Regions from separate parts of the Sus scrofa genome. Here region 1 is linked to region 2. The links are chromatin contacts, called in public Hi-C maps. All regions are on one chromosome and are shown on one strand. The core of a region is the stretch at or near the end of the contact, and the rest is flanking DNA. Distances in the headings are between cores, read along the strand shown.

What was found. Hi-C and Micro-C count contacts between places; a contact is called where the count stands out from the background.
Region 1: a contact with region 2 is called in a Hi-C map of omental adipose tissue, with 1.8 times the contacts expected there. The contact joins two enhancer-like sites. A contact is called at or near these places in 2 of 5 promoter capture datasets (fetal skeletal muscle and liver), 18 of 47 Hi-C or Micro-C datasets (alveolar macrophages, brain, embryonic fibroblasts and 9 more) and 1 of 2 datasets of contacts at active chromatin or transcription factors (skeletal muscle).

What each region holds. Positions count from the first base shown.
Region 1 is chr8:2,828,939-2,834,094 of Sscrofa11.1, forward strand. No RefSeq gene overlaps it. Among named protein-coding and RNA genes, the nearest start is that of HTRA3, 12 kb to the left of the region's middle. Within about 2 kb of position 3,118, at least 4 of the 83 cell types and tissues checked have an H3K27ac peak or open chromatin away from gene starts, as enhancers often do. A contact at or near this core is called in omental adipose tissue, where this site is marked.
Region 2 is chr8:2,746,230-2,751,269 of Sscrofa11.1, forward strand. ACOX3 (peroxisomal acyl-coenzyme A oxidase 3) reads left to right here. Exons shown (of 20, transcript XR_002346548.1): 15 at 3,448-3,622; 16 at 4,547-4,614; 17 at 4,778-4,892. Among named protein-coding and RNA genes, the nearest start is that of ACOX3, 32 kb to the left of the region's middle. Within about 2 kb of position 3,747, at least 21 of the 83 cell types and tissues checked have an H3K27ac peak or open chromatin away from gene starts, as enhancers often do. A contact at or near this core is called in omental adipose tissue, where this site is marked.

The DNA of each region.
Region 1 (5,156 bases), core at 1,868-4,367, 82 kb after region 2:
GTGCAGTTCGCCCTGTTATGGGGCACGGCTCGGGGTCTGCGTATTCACAGATGTGTACAAGCCTCACTTGATTCGTTTCAGAACACCTTCACCCTCCAAGTAGAACCCCTGTGCCCATTCGCTGTTACTCTCTGCTTCCCTTTGCCCAGGCTCTGGCAACCTCAAATTCATTTTCCGTCTCTATGGATTTGCCTATTCTGGACATTTCATATAAACAGAATCACCCAACACACAGTCCCTTCGTGACTGGCTTCTTTCGCCAAGTATAACATCTTCAAAGTTCATCTGTGTTGCTTCCTGTATCATCGCTTCAACCTGTCGATGGCTGAAGAATATCCCATCATCTGGATAGACCGCGTATCGTTTATCCACTGATAACCCACTGCCATCCATCAATGCTTGGGTCGTTTTCATTTTTTGGTTATTCTGCAAAATGCTATGAACCTTCCTATGTAAGTTTTGTGTGGACATACGGGCACAGTTCTCTGGCACACCCACCTGGGGATGGGACTGCTGGGTCATGTGGCATCCTATGTTCAATTATTTGAGAAACTGCCAGACTCTTTTCCAAAGTGACGGCACCAGTTCATGTTCCCACCAGCTGTGCGTGTACGGCTCCATCTCTCCACATCCTCGTCGATACTCGTTATTTTCTGTCTTACAAGAAATTAGTGTAATTGTCTTATTAGGTATGAGGTGGTATCTCATTGTGATTTTTTACAGTTCTTTTTTTGGGGGGAGGGGGTGGAAGTTCCCCAGCCAGGGTTCGAACCTGCACCACAACCGTGACCCGAGCTACAGCAGTGACAACACCGGATCCTTAACCTGCTGAGCCCCCAGGTTACTCCTCGTTGTGGCTTTGATTTGCGTTCCCCTAATGGCTGGTGGTGCTGGGCATCTTTTCTTGTACTTATTGGCCACTCGGATGCTTTCCTAGGAGAAATGTCTATTCGGATCCTTTGCCTGTTTTTCAATTGGGTTACATGTCTTGGTTTTATTATTGGGTTGTAAGAGTTCTTTATATATTCTGGATAAAATCCGTTTATCAAATATACGATTTGCAAATATTTTCCCCCATTCTGTGGGTTCTCTTTTTACAGGTATCCTTCAAAGTACAAGAACTTAATTTTGATGAGTCCAATTTGTCTATTTTTTCTTTTGCTGTTTGCACGTTGGGAGACACGTCTAAGAAGTCTTTGCTTCACCCAAGGCCACAGATGTATCCCTGTATTTTCTTCTCCGTGTTGTAGCTTTAGCTCGTAGGTTTAGATCTGTGACCCATTCGGGGCTAACGTTTGTGTATGGTGTGAGGTAGGGACCCAGCTTCACTCCTCTGCGTGTGGGTGCGATGGTCCCAGCATCATTTATTTAAGGCTATGATGGCTCTGCTCTCCCCACTGAAGGGACCTGCACCCTCTCCCCTCCCGCCCCCAGCCCACGGACAGCACCTTGTCCGTCGTTGGTCCTGCCATGTGCTGTGCCGGCTGCAGCAGTTCTGAGTCCCTCACCCTGGAGACGACAGGCTGACTTCATTTGTCCTCGGGGTTTCCTCCCCCTCCTTGGCAGGGAGGGGGGTGCTCAGATCTTAGTGTCCATTCTTCAGGAAGTCCCTGCAAATCTGAGTCTCTCTGTGTGTGTGTGTCTCTCTCTGTGTCTCTGTTCCTCTCTGTCTCTGTCTGTGTGTCTCCGTATGTCTCTCCGTGTGTATCTCTCTATCTCTCTGTGTTTCCCTGTCTCTGTCTATCTCTGTCTCTCTCTGAGTGTCTCTCTGTCTCTGTCTCTTTGTGGATCTCTTTGTTTTTCTGTCTAGCTCTGTGTCTCTATCTCCCTCTGTCTCTGTGTGTATCTCTCTCTCTGTCTCTCCGTCTCCTGTGCACACACACACACACACCTTCTCTGGTCTGTTGAGGGTGAGGTGCAGCCGTGCAGCTCTGACCCCTGTGTCCCCTTGTGCGCTAGGCACAGGGACACCCCTCCATCTCCACACAGATCCAAGTCCAGCTCAGCTGTGCCACAGGGATGCAGGATGGGGGCTGGGCAGGCAACCTCTTCTCTGGGGCAGACGAGTGTCACTGGGCTGATGGGCAGGGATCCCCCACCCCCACGCACACCTGCATATTCCTACTTGGCGGTGCTCTGCCTGTGGGCTGTTGGGTGGCTGTTGTATGTTGGGCGAGAGAGCCAAGGGGCAGAGGTGGTGCCTGCTCTCAGGGCACAGGCGCAGTGGTGGGCTGGCTGTCTCCCAGGACCAGATGCTGGGCAGAGCGTTTGGGGCTGGGGCTGGGCAGCCTGGGACTGGGTGCAGGTCCTGCCTCTCAGACCAGCTGGGCGGCCCTGGGGGCAGGCATGTCCCCGCCAGCTGGCGCTCAGCATACCCTGAACTTCCCACTCTGTGGAGGAGCCCACAGGTGGCTCTCTGTGGCCGGAGGGTGGGCAGGGGCCCTGCAGGAAACGTGGGAGGGAGAGATGGGCTCAGGTCAAAGATTCCAAGCCAGTGAGGGCTGCCGGGGGGCTGGGGGTGAGCTGCCATGTGTCCTTGGAGGGTGTGGGTGGAGGCGCCAGGCAGGGCTGAGAGAGGACAGTGCCCAGCAGGGCTGTGTCCCAGCAGTGCCAGTGTTGGGCTTCAGCACTTTTTTTTTTTTTGTCTTTTTAGGGCCACACCCGTAGCATGTGAGAGTTCCCAGGTTAGGGGTCAAATCGGAGCTGCAGCTGCCGGCCTACACCACAGCCGCAGCAACTCCAGATCCAAGCCACATCTGCGACCTACACCACAGCTCATGGCAATGCCGGATCCTTAACCCCCTGAGCCAGGCCAGGGATCGAATCTACATCCTCGTGGAGACTAGTTGGGCTCATTACCGCTAAGCCAAATGGGAACTTCTGGGCTCAGCACTTTTGGGCCACTTCGAGTGGCAGACACACTGCCCCTTTAACCTAAGCACCCAGTGTGGCGGGTCCGCTATAATTTCCACCCCACGGCCCGCGGTTCCCTGCCCCTGTGAGGCCCCAGTGCCCGCCCCTCCCTGGCCAGCTCCGTCACCCCCAGCCCTCCCGGACTTTGTGCAGACACAGCACTTGGGCTCCTGTCCTGGGTGACCTCACCCTGGAGGCATGGCCCTGCCTGCCCCCCTCCCCCTTCCCACTAAGGCTGGAGCTCAGTGCTGGGCCAGGCCAGGGAGCTTCCCCAGGGTGCCGCTCAGGCCGCCTCCTCTCCAGCTCCTGGGGCCCCCCCAGTCCCCAATCCTCTCCTTCCCGGTCCTGCCAGGCTCCGTGCAGTGACCTTCAGCCCGGGGACCGAGGCGGGTGGCAGTGGCTCAGCATCTTGTATGTACTTGATCCCCTGAACCCTCCGCCTAAAAATGATTGAAAGGCTTCATTTTACGTTACGGCTATTGGACCACAATTTAAAACCCCAAATCTCCTTTACCAACAATAAAGGGCCTCACCCCATGACCAGCATCAGCCCCTATCGTCCTGTTTCTGGCTCCCAGAAGGCCAGCCTCCCGGGGACAAAGGCTAGCTTTTCGCTTTGTCCCCACAGACCAGAGAAGCAGAGCTTGGCAGGATCTCGGAAGGCAGCTGCCTCTGGCGTGCAGGTGGGAGGCTGAGACCCAGGGAGGGCGTGAAGCCTGCCTGAATGGAGAGCCAGCCAGTGGCTCGGTGGCAATGCCAACTCGCAGCTCAGAGCACGGCAGCCCTACGGCCACCACCCCAAGGGCCACCCCCTCAGGCCAGCCGCTGGATGCACAGGAACAAAGCAGACAGGAGCCCTGCCCTCGAGGAGGTGGGGGCCAGGAACATTTATTGGGCACCACTGCATACACCAAGACAGGCAAAGAGGGCAGGTTTCCCGTCTCCATTGGCCAGAGTCTGCGTTGGAAAGTGTCCTTGAGGCCTGATGCCTCTTCACAGCCCTGCTGCTCACCAGCCCCCCGCCTGGAGCCACCATCTGACTGTCCGAGAGGCCATCTCCTCACCCGGAAATGAGAGTGACCCGGCTGGCCTCACCCAGTGGGGCCGAGGCAGGAGGGAGGTGGGCCCCGGGGCTGAGACCGGCTGGGACTTGTCAGGCCGCGTATGTTGGGCCCCGCTTCCCTGACACATCAGGGAGGAAGTTAATGGCAGGAGCTGAACTCTCTTGGAGCAGCAGAAAAATACAATGACCATTTCAATTCGTCCCCGGGTCAAGGAGACCTCCCCAACTACACATGCGCAGAGAGTCTCCTAGGGGTCAAGAGGGAGGGGGCGCCAGCATCCTCTGTTACCAGCATCCTTTGCTCTGGCATCCGTCTTGGCCACAGTGCGCGGCCTGGGTCCGGTCAGGTGTGAGAAACGAAACGAGATGACTGGGCAAAGGACAACCAAGACCCGGAAGAGCTGTGCTGTGAAAGCAGTTTAAGTCACCTCCCTGGCACGCTTCTCATCCCGGGGGACGCCGGCACCCGCCCTCCTCTTTGGGGTGTGTGTCCCTGTCCTGCTTCTGCCTTAGATGACCAGACCGCGTCTCCGTGCGCTCCCCCACGTGTTGTCCTGTCCCTAACATCAAACGTTGTACCTGTTTTTATACTCGTTTGTCTCCTGGAAACATTCTTGCTTTCGACAGGGAGCAAGAAGCAGGGCAATTCTGCTTCTAGCCTCCAGCTGGCTAGTCGCCAGGAGGCCTGGTTTTCACCCAGGCTGCCCAGGTTCCCCTCCTGAGCAGAGAATTCAGATCTGGCTTCAAGCCATCACGCACGGCGGTCTCTCCGAGATCAGGGCCAAGGGTGACCGGCGTGGTGGTCCCCGCAGTGCCACCCAGACAGGGCTCAGTCAGCCTCGCTCACGGCCTTCCGGCTGCAGCTCCTCAACATCCTGCGTCACCCCACTGGGTCCCCATCCTCCTGGGCTCCCTGTCCCTGCACCCTCGGGAAATGCCTGGCTGATGCTGTCGCCCCCAACGAGCTGACACAGGGCTCACTCAGGCGGTGTCCAGCCCTCAGCCACGGCCCCGGGCCGGGAGGGAGGCGATGGGCCCTCTCTCTATTTCTGCCTCTCTTTCAAATGGGAAAAAGAAGTGTTCTCACGATGCAACTCAGTTCTTATTCATGTTATTCTTGCTACGGATTGCTTCTGGTAGTAAAATATTGTGACGGATAATTTAGGAAGTAGCCAAGATT
Region 2 (5,040 bases), core at 2,497-4,996:
AGCCCAGCCCTGCCCACGCTGCCTGGCTTGGCCGAGGGGTCTGGTTTTTCCCTGAAGACTTCGTTCCTTGTTAAAATGCAAACCTTCTCAGAAGTTCACACGCACCAGAAATCAGTGCCAGGCTCTGAATTCCTTTCCTGGGGTTGGAGGTTTACTGGGGGTGGGATTCATGTGACGGGGAGCCTGGCCTGGGGACCGTGCAGGGACAGGGGCCGCACCCTCCGGGCCCACACGTCAGACCGCCGGCCTGGCTTCGAGGAGTCCTGTCTCCGGAGCGTTTCATGATGACCAAGTGGCCGAGACATCAACCGTGGAGAAGCTTGTGCCGTGGGTAGGACCACAGCTGAGTGTGTCCCTCCCGGGGCCCCAGAGTGGACACCGTGCAGGACGCCTGGTGGGCAGTGGCCCATATCTTTCACCACCTTTTATTTTTATTTTTAAATTTTTTTTAGGGCCACACCCATGGCACATGGAGGTTTCCAGGCTAGGAGTCAAATTGGAGCCACAGCTCCTGGCCCACACCACAGCCACGACAACATGGGATCCTTAACCCACCGAGCGAGGCCAGGAAACAAACCCGCATCCTCATGGATACTAGTTGGGTTTGTTTCCGCTGCGCCACAACGGGCCCGCCGTGTGGGTCCGATCTTTGACAGCAAGGACGGGCTGTCCGGGAGGAGGCAAGGGTGAGTACCGTGCGTGAGGATTTGGGGGAATTAGGGGGCAGGGGACCTGGAGCAAGGCCCTCACCCCCACAGACCTTTGGCCACAGGATTCTTGGGCCTTTCCACACATTGTGGGGTGCTCAGCAGCCCCTAGCCTCCACCCCTCAGATGCCCCTCCCCCGGTGTGACAACCCCAGCTGTCTCCTGACAGTTGGGGGGGCAGAGTGCTCCTCTGGAGAACCCCAGGGTTAGTGGAGCCTCCTCTCTGCTGTGGGGAGCTGATGGGAGGCCCACCACTGCCCGGGGCTCCTGGAACCTTGACCCTGCCACGTCTCCCCTCAGCCGTCCTTCCCGCCTGCCTGTGGCCTGGTGTGGCTGTCACCCTGGGTCCACCTGATTCTCCAGGCCCAGACACACTGGCCTCACACCGTGTTCTCCATGGCTGTTATTTCAGATTCTCAGACAGCAGGTTGGGTGGCTTGACCAGGGTCAGGAGAACTGTCCGCCCATTCCCCCCCCCTTGCCTCTTTTTGGTCTTTTTAGGGCCGTGCCTGTGGCACATGGAGGTTTCCAGGCTAGGGGTCAAACCGGAGCTGTAGCCATCAGCCTATGCCACAGCCACAGCAACGTGGGATCCGAGCCACATCTGTGACCTACACCACAGCTCATGGAAACACAGGATCCTTAACCCTCTGAGCGAGGCCAGGGACCGAACCTGCGTCCTCATGGATCCTAGTCGGGTTCCTTACCACTGAGCCATGACGGGACCTCCATCGTCCACCCATCCTGTGGCACCCAGTCAGATGCAGATGAGCTGAGCCAGCCGCTGCCTCAGGCGCCCAGGAAGGAGGCCGTGTCCACAGGCGTCTGCGGGTCTCACCTGCGTCTCCCAGAACACCTGGCAGCTTTGCGTGTGTCCAGTTTAACTGGGATGAGCAGGAGCTGCGCAGCCACCTCCATCTTGGGGCGGCTCCTTGAGCCCCGGGCGGGCACAGGACACGGGCCACTCTGTGCGATGCACCTCACAGCATTGCTAGGAAGCAGGTACCGCCCCACTCCCACTTCGCAGACCAGGAAGCTCAGCTTGGCAGAAGTGCTTCCCCCACTCGCATGCTGGGAAAAGCCCGGTGGGCTTGGAAGCCGGCCCCCTGACTCTGAGGGCCAGGCCTGAGCTGCTGGTCAGTGGTTCAGAGCTCAGCTGACTGCAGGTGCGTGTCGTGATGGCGCTGTCCCAGGCGGGGCTGCCTTGCCAGGTCTGCACCAGCTAATGCCGTAGCCGAAACGGATGTGCGCTGCTTTCCTGGAAAAAGGAGATGAAGGCAGTGTGATTTAATCCTGAAAAGTCCCTGTGGTTAAAAAGGAGAGAGTAGGAGTATGGAGAGTGTGGTGTCAGTTCCGAGCCTGCAGCGCCTGAGCACATCTGGGGGTGTCGCCAGGGTTCGCCGTGATGGCGTGCTGCTGTTGAGTAGGTCGGGGCGCACACCAGGGCCAGCCTGTCTGGGGTGTGACTTATCGGCTGTGTGACTTGTTTTATCCCTGGGGTCCAGGGATCAAAGCGACGCATTGAGGGCTCTCAGCTTAGAGCCTGGCCCGGGGGTGCTCCCTCCTGCCTTCCTCCTCCCATGACCCCCCTGTCCCCGGCTCTCACCCTCCAAAGCCAAGGGCACACACACCACTGTGTGTGTGAGAGGGAGGGGGCGAGGCCGCTCTGAGGGCCCCAGGCAGGACCTTGCGCAGGGACACAGGACAGGTGCCCTGGTGGCATCAGAAGCCCAGCAGCGTCTGGGATTGGACCCGCCAGACTGGCACAAGGCTGGGAGGCAGCCTGCCCCCTGGCTTTTCTCCTGAGGCCGCAGGGTCTCTGGCAGGCCCTCCGAGAGCCTAGGCCTCAGAGGGCCCGAGTTTGCTCTGGAAGTCCAGCGCAGGCCTTGCCATCAGACGCACCCCCTGGGTGGGGGGCCTCCCTGCCTCCCCCGGGGCGCCCGCCGGCCCTGCTCTCCGGATTCTGGCTGGTGTTTTGGGGCAGAGTCATGGGGCCCTGGATGGGGCTTCTCCCTCCCCGGCCCCGACACCACCGTCCTGGGTTATTTTTTAGTTTCAAAGGCCACACATTTTCATGGCAACAGATCAGCCCTGCATATGTAACTGTTCTAATGAGAAACTGGCAAAGCGGAAAATCAGAGGCAGGGAAAGAAAAGCTGACAAGCACAGCGACTGGCTGCAGGCGTTTTGGATGTTGGTTAACAAAGAAAAAATCGGGACCAAAGATCCGTGACGGCTTCCTGCTCCCACAGACGGAGCCAGCATCCGGGCGCGCGCGAGGCCTCCGCCGGGAGCGGCCTCACTTCTTGGTGCCCGCTCAGCCCTTCCCTCTGGTTTCCGGGTGCGCAGTGAGCCGGGGAGAACCGCTGCTTTGCTAGAAACGTGGGGAGCGGGGCGTCCCTTTCAGGGTCACGGGAGCCGTCCCAAGCGCCTGTTCGGGGACGGGGTGCAGAATAAAACTGACCTTGTGCCTACTCACCCCCTGGGGCGCCAGCCGCTCTGTCTGTGCCCTTGCTGCCGGGCCACCTCGCGCGTCCAGACGGGTCGAAGCCGAGCCTGGTGGCTGGGCCCTGCGGTCCCGCGTGGCTGCGGCCAGGGCGTGTTCTCCTGCAGGCCGTCCCCTGTGCTTCCTCGGGTGCTGTCCCTGCCTCGCTTGGAGTCCCTGGCCCGCAGGCCTGGGTGCGTCTGGATGCCTGTGTCCCCGAGGGGCGCCGTGACGGTCCCCTGTGCTCTGTTGAAGGTGTACTACTGCCGCTCCCTGGCCCTGGCGTACCTGGAGCTCACGGTCGTGCGAATGTTCCACCAGTTCACGCACCAGCCCCACGTGCCGCCCCCGCTGCAGCCGGTGCTCCGGCGGCTCAGCGCCCTCTACGCCCTGTGGTCCCTGAACCAGCACACGGCCCTGCTCTACCGCGGTGAGCCCCCGGCCCTTTCCCCGGGAGGCTCTGCTCTTCCTGGCGTGGCGCCCCTTCCGGCCCGGCTGCTGAGCCGAGTGAGCCTCGGGCCGTCGAACCCGGGACCTCTGAGCAGTGTCAGGAGGGCGCCCAGAGGGCTGAGCCCAGGCTGCCGGGGCGCCCCCCCAGCAGTGCCCAGACAGGGGGCCCCCGGGGGAGGGCTTCCTGGAGGAGGTGATGAGTAGGCCGATTCCTGGAAGATGAGTGGGAAGAGGGTAGGCCTTGGTGTCTCAGTCTTTATTTAATGAACCTTTGTTTAACTTATTAGCCCCCAAGAAGCCTTTTGAGACAGTTTCTTCCTGCCCCCATGACGTGTTCCCACGCCAGCTCTTCTGTGTATCTGTCCACTTCCGGTGTGTGTATCTGGCTTGTGTGGGGGAGTTGTTTCCCTTCCCCTTTGCCAAGAACCCACGTGTAGCCCTGGGGCTGGTTTGCCGAGGGCTCCCGGCAGGCAGAGGAAGTAGCTCCGTGCTGCTCCCCAGCCCAGCCGCCCAGGGCCCTGCTGTCCCGGCTCCTCCTCTGGAGGGAGCCCCGCCCCCGCCCGCCCCCACCTCTGCCTAGCCACGCCCCCCGCCTCTGCCGAGCCCCGCCCCCCGCCTCTGCCGAGCCCCCCCCACTGTGGGCGCCCCGCAGGCACCCTTCCCTACGCCTGGGCCCCGGGGCCTCTGCGTCCCTAGCTCCCAGCCCTGACCTCCCAGCCTGTGTCAGTGAAGCGGCAGGAAGGGGCTGGGCAGCCAAGGGGGCTCAGTGGGGCTCCGGCAGCGGTAGCCAGACAGTTTCACACAAAATGGGCCTTTTCAGATAAGCTGTTGCAGGATGTTGCTGTTTGTGGGTGATTTGGGGGTGAGGGACCAGACCCCAGGGTCACTGACGCTCTGCTTCCAGGTGGCTACTTTTCTGGGGAGCAAGCGGGTAAAATGGTGGAGAACGCCATCCTGACCCTGTGTGCCCAGGTGAGTTGTCATCCCTCGCATCGTCTGGGATTATTCGTCTGTTCCTCCGTGTCGCCTGCGCGTTGGTGTTCCCTGGCCTTGGCTTCCTGCTCGCTCCTGGGCCCGCCACGGTGAGCGGAGACGGGAACGTGACAGGGGAATGTGCTCTTGTCAAAAATTTCAGGAAGGGTCCCTTTCGGGGACTGTCCCAGCGTCTGCACACTTTCACTCTCTGCTCCCTCAGGGCTGTGGATGATTCGAGCATTTCAAGTCAGCCTCCAACTTAGGTCCATTTCCTGGTATTTCACTTTTTTATCGCATCCTCCTCACTTGGTTACCCCAAAAAGTCGGACGGCCCAGCCCCACGCTGTGTCCTGGTGGCACCCTGCCTCCGGGACTTTCTACGGGGCTGGGCTGTCCCGTGCGGCCACCACTGGCCTCCAGGGC